2 separate regions of the Sus scrofa genome follow, and region 1 is linked to region 2. The links are chromatin contacts, called in public Hi-C maps. All regions are on one chromosome and are shown on one strand. Each heading gives the region's core, a stretch centred on a gene start, on an enhancer-like site or on the middle of the called end of the contact. The rest is flanking DNA. Distances are from core to core; before and after follow the strand shown. Region 1 holds the start of PRMT7 (protein arginine N-methyltransferase 7). Region 2 holds the start of ESRP2 (epithelial splicing regulatory protein 2).

What was found. A called contact is a pair of places that touch in the nucleus more often than the background predicts.
Region 1: a Hi-C map of embryonic fibroblasts shows a contact between it and region 2, with 2.4 times the contacts expected there. The contact joins the promoter of PRMT7 here to the promoter of ESRP2 in region 2. A contact is called at or near these places in 3 of 5 promoter capture datasets (fetal liver, fetal skeletal muscle and liver), 15 of 47 Hi-C or Micro-C datasets (blood, brain, embryonic fibroblasts and 8 more) and 2 of 2 datasets of contacts at active chromatin or transcription factors (alveolar macrophages and skeletal muscle).

The regions. Positions count from the first base shown.
Region 1 is chr6:28,881,849-28,884,548 of Sscrofa11.1, forward strand. It overlaps PRMT7 (protein arginine N-methyltransferase 7), which reads left to right and starts at 1,300. Exons shown (of 19, transcript XM_021094144.1): 1 at 1,300-1,854. SLC7A6OS (probable RNA polymerase II nuclear localization protein SLC7A6OS) reads right to left here and starts at 1,724. Exons shown (of 5, transcript XM_021094162.1): 1 at 1,483-1,724; 2 at 1,090-1,374. The coding sequence starts at 1,677.
Region 2 is chr6:28,812,655-28,815,354 of Sscrofa11.1, forward strand. ESRP2 (epithelial splicing regulatory protein 2) reads right to left here and starts at 1,338. Exons shown (of 16, transcript XM_021094132.1): 1 at 1,117-1,338; 2 at 28-763. The coding sequence starts at 225.

The DNA.
Region 1 (2,700 bases), core at 50-2,549, 69 kb after region 2:
ATCCTTAACCTACTGAGCCACAAGGGAACTCCTGTCAATCTGTATTTAAGAAAAAACAAAAACAAAACTTCATAACTCATGAAGCAGTATGAATTCGTGTGGAACTAGTTTTGGCAAGAGAGGTGGCTATGGTCACCATGCCCAAATTGTTATCCAAGTATAGTAGCAACATGATAAAATATTTTTTGCTTGATACATTTTGAATAAAAATCTCATTTTTTAAACTACGAGAACTACTAAAAGGAGATCTGAAAAATGTTTATCAAGAGGAAGCATACCTGAGGTTGAGAATTTTCTATTTCTTTGGTTTTACTGCATGTAGCTGACTTTGTTTTTTGGAAGTGAGGGACAAAACTAACTTAGTAAATGTAATTAGTAGAAAGTAATACTGAATTAAATGTAAGAGGTCTTGCACTCTAATTCTAAATTACCTCAAACCTGGTAGCCTACCCAGGGCTGGTCCTTTAACCTCCCTTAAATATAGAGTTTTCCCATCTGCTCTATTTTTACCTTGGTCAAAAGCCTCCAGTGATTCCCCATCTCAGGACGAAAGGCAGTGTATCCTTGCAAGTATCTACTTGAAAGGGTCTAGCAAGTATCCTCTCCCCAAATTTCTTACTATCTTTCCCCATCTCACTGGGCTCCAGGCACAATGACTCTGAAAACACCAGATAAATTTGGCTTCAGGGTCTTTGCAGTTATAGCTCCCCAGTCTGGAATCCTCCCCAGATATATACAGTGCCCTGCCATTCACCTCCAAGTCTTCACTCAAATGGCATTTTCTCAATGAGATGGGATCATAGTTTTCCTTTTTCTCTCCCTGTCCTTATAGCCCATATCGCTACCTGAAATTGAATTTATTTCCTTGATCTTTCTCTCCTCTAAGTTAGGTCCTCACTGCTGTATCCACAGAACTTAAGAACAAGGAGTGGCACATAGTGGCCTGTGAATAAATACTTGTTGAATGAAAAACCTAACCTATAAACTGAGCTTATCAATATGGTTGGAGCATCCATCTCTAAAGTGAAGTCATGTGTACCCTCTTTAACTGTGTAGAAGCCCAGTGCGCGACTGCGGACGTGTACTCACTTTGCGGGAGATTGTGGCGTTCGCGGCTTCTGGGTCTTCTTCCTCACGGACCAGGTCCAACAGCTGGAAGCCTGCGTCCTCAGCCGTGGCCTCTGGGCTTCCCGGCGCGTCTTCGGATTCCAAGCCACCCGAGGGAATCCCCGAAGATCGGTGGCTAGAGACTACTCTGTAGCGGCCCTCCTGCCGCATCTCCTGAGCAGACGCGCGGAGATGACTGCGGATGCGCTGCTGGCTGCTCTGGGATGGGCGCAGGGCCGCCCGCAGGAGAGGCTGGACTGGCTCCTCCTGGTGGGAGAGGGTGGAAGCAAGGGTTCAAGAGAGTGTCAGAGATAAGGACGCACCACAGCTGAGCCCTAAGATCCCTTTCACACCGGCTCCCTCCCAGCCCAATACCTGGGAGCGCAAAGTGGCCACCAACTGGAAGACATTATTTTCTGCTGCACTCTCCAGACCATCCGGAGGCGTCTTTTGGACTCCCGACTCAACTGCGCTGGAGCGGAGGCGTTTACAAGCGAGGACAAGTGCCTCAGCTGGTTCTGCGCTGCGCTTCCGCTTCACTCGGAGCACCGCTGTCCTGCCGGCCTCCATACTGGCTGTCGTGGAGCACTGTGGGAACGCGAGAGGTGCGACGGAAGAGCTTTCTGCTTCCGCTTCCGGGCTCCGTGCCCCGCACGCTCCGCGAGCCAAGGGAGGTCCCGCCCTTGCACGCCTGCCGCGGCAATATGGCGGGGGCGGCAGACGTGAGTGGAGAGATTCTTGCGGCGGGTGAGGCGCTGGGCGGGTTGGGAAGGTCGGTCGCGGTTGGAGGCTTGGGTGCAGCCAGCTTCCAGTCCTCAGCTCAAGGCCTCGGAGCCTGGGGTACGCATGTCTTCGAGACTCTCGAGGACCTTTCTAGAGTCCGCCTGAGGCGGCTCGGAGCTCCCGGGCCGGCGAGAGTGCGGGGTTCCGGGAGGTCTCCGTCTCTGCCATCCAGTCGGGTGATTGCTTCTAGCTGGGTCTGTGACTGAGCACCTCCACGGGGACCTCGGTCATAGTACCTGGCGTCTCTCCTCAGCGACAGAGACTTGCACCACGGTCATATGGACCTCCAGCTGTCGCACGGCTGTCTGGTTCGCTAGGCTTTCCCAGTCACAGTGTTTTCAGTAGTCGGAAACCTATTTACCACATACCGGCCTGAGTGGTCTGTAAAACCATACACTCACCGTAGGTATTTTTTTTTTTTTTTTTTGCTTGAAATCCTTGAGTTGCTCCCAGTGCATCTAGAACAAAATGCAAACCACTTTTCCAAAGCCAACAGGCCACAGTGATTTGCAGAAGCCCACCCCTAATCTGTCATTTCTTCTACTCAAAGTGCTTCAGTCCGGCAGGCTTTTGTCACTATGCACCTGGTTTTTTATATCCTAGGGCCTTTTCTTGGGAAAAGTTGGGGTAAGGATTCCTGAAATATGAGCACTACACTTTCACAGCTTTTAATTTGGCTTGTCTTGTAGGCCTCAACTTGTATGCTGCCTTTCTCAGAGAATCTTCCCATAACTTTCTCTCTTTCATAGCACTCTGTGTATTTCCTTCCTTTGCCTTGTGAAGTCTTTGTTTATATATACTCTCTTCCCA
Region 2 (2,700 bases), core at 88-2,587:
GACCTCACCGTCCCCTTTCCACCCTACCTGGCGGCTCCGCGGCTCCACCACTTGCCAGACTAGGAGGATTAAGTCGGTCTCATCAGAGCCCAGGTCTGGCCCCAGCGCACCGGCCGTAGCCCCGAACAGTACGACTAGGGGTCCAGGCCCGGGTCGGGGGTCGGCAGCGGAGTCTGCTGTGGGGTTCGGGCCTGGGGGCGGTGGCTGGGGTGGCGGCGGAGTCATGGCCGCAGAGGAAGGGGGCGCTCGGCCAGACACACGCGGACCGACGAAGCTCACGCACGCACCGACAGACGGCAGACGCGGATCGGCTTGGGCGGGACACGGTGTGTTGGGGGCGGCACCTGCGGCCCGGCTGGCGCTGTGGGCGCTGCTGAGACCCGCCCGCAGCGCCCGGCGGGGCGGGGCGGCTACCGGCCCCCGCCCTCTCTGGGCGAGATACCTGTCGGCCCTGCGGGCCACGTGACCCGAGGGCGGCCCCCGGAACCGTGGGGGAGGGCCACTAGAACCTAGCCCTGGACGCGCGTGCTCACAGGCCTGGCCTGGGCTAATTCTCAGAACCCGGACTCCCACTCCCCTTAGCAGAACCTGCCTGACTAACGGGGCGACTCCACACTCCGCTCCCACGAGGCTTCCTCCTCACTCCTCCACCAGGAGGCCTTCGCCAAGGGAAGTGCAAAACCAAGGACCTTCTTCAGTCCGTTAGGAGTAGTGAAAATCACCAGGAGGCAGCGTAGAGGCTGAGGGAGTCATGACGGCTGGTCTGGACGGGTAGTAGAAGTCACCCATGGTCACAAGGAGTGGTGAAAATTACCGGGCATCACCCAAAGGCTTGTAGGGGGATCACCATAGGTCGATTGAGGGGGAGGGAAGGGTGTCAGAGAGCACCAAGGAACCCTTGGGATCAGTAGTCAGGGCTTGTCCCTACAGGTGCAAAGGCTGGGCCTTAGCCTGGCTTCAGGAAGGGCCCACGGTGCCAAAGCATGGTTGGAGGTGAGCAGGCCTCGGTGCTGGGGAAGAAAGAAGCGCGTTCCCACCACCTCGGCCCCAGCTCCCAAGAGCGGCACCCCAGACGGCACTGAACCAGAAGCTCCCGACCAGAAGCCTCACTCCTACCCCAGGTGAGGACTGCGACCTGCCGCCTTCCCCCTTGACCACAGGCCTGTTGCCTGGAGATATGAGCGTGCTGGGGCGGGGGGGGGGGGGCAGCGGCAAAAGCGCATTGTGCGCAAAGGGGCTGCAGATCCTCCATCTCTTCTCTCCTCCGGACAGTTCCTGTGGAGGGCTCCCAGCACCCTTTCGCCCAGTCAGGCTTGCTGAGGCTCCTTTATGGTTGAGTCTCCAGGCCGCTCCGGACTTCCCCCGGTTCTCCCATTTATGCGACTCAGAAACTGAAGATGAATCCAGCGGGTAGGAGGGACTCCAGCCCAGCAGAAGCAGACACATAGGGAGGGTTGCCAAGCCCCAGCGGAAGCTGGGGCGAGAGCCACACCTCACTCTTTCGGAGAAACTGGGCGCTGCGTCCAGACCTTCGGACCACTGAGAGAGCGAAGGAGCCCAGCGTAGAGGGGGCGCCTACGAGGCTTTGTCCACTAATTCACACTGCATCGCGTCCCCATTTGACGGATAAGAGACTGAGGCGTCTGGGAGGGTAATGACTCGCGCTGGGACACGGCGGCCAAGAGGGAGAGGGAAGTAGACGGGTCTTCCAGCGGCTTTGGGCAACAAGCACTTCCCCCTGGGATGTACGCGAGTGTCTGCGCTTTACTGCCCTACGCGAGACTGCTACCCGGCGCCTGCACACTTAACCCCACCCCCGCGAAGCGCTAAGCCAATCAGGACCGGAGGGAGGAGGACATGTCGCTCTTCGGGCTCCGCCCTCCTCTAGATAAACCTGGAATGTCAAATATTTGTTCTGTGGTCCGCGCAACAGCGAGGTAAGTTCCCTCCACCCAATCCTGGAGCGCACGTGTGCCCGGCTGAGTCGGCCTTCCTTCAGGCTCTGCCCTTGCAGCTAATTCCACCCCAAAAGCACCCCAGCCTCTCCTAAAACTTCCCTGGCGTACATCGCCCCAGGTTAGGCTCCAGTCTGGGTTCTCCTCCTAGAGGACAGAGCCCTGGCGCCCTTGCTGGGCCATCCAGCTGCTACCTGATCTCAGTCTCGCCCTTTCTGGCGACCCCTATCCATTCAACCTCTAGACCTTCGCGTTAGGCTATTCTTCCTCCAGCGCGGGTCTCAATGAGGAAGCCTCCCCCTTGAGGTGACCTCTTGGCACTTCGGACAGTCCTGAACGCATTTCCATTGGAGATGCATACATGCATGTACAGGTCCCTGCGGGGTAATGAACCCAAGTGTGGGGGGTTTCGGCTCCCCCAAACCCCCGTACACCTGTCTGACCACCCCCACCCACATGGCAATAACCATAACCCATGTTTGGACTCTTTGAAAAACGAAATTCAAATTCATTAAAATAACATTAGGGAATTCCTGTCGTGGTGGAGTGGGAATCAGACTAGGAACCATGAGGTTGCAAGTTCGACCCCTGGCCTGCTTAGCAGGTTAAGGATCCGGTGTTGTGGTGAACTGTGGTGTAGGTTGCAGAGGCAGCTTTGAACCTGCGTTGCCGTGGCTGTGGCATAGGCTGGCAGCTACAGCTCCGAATTGCCCCTTAGCCTGGGAACCTCCATATGCTGCAGGTG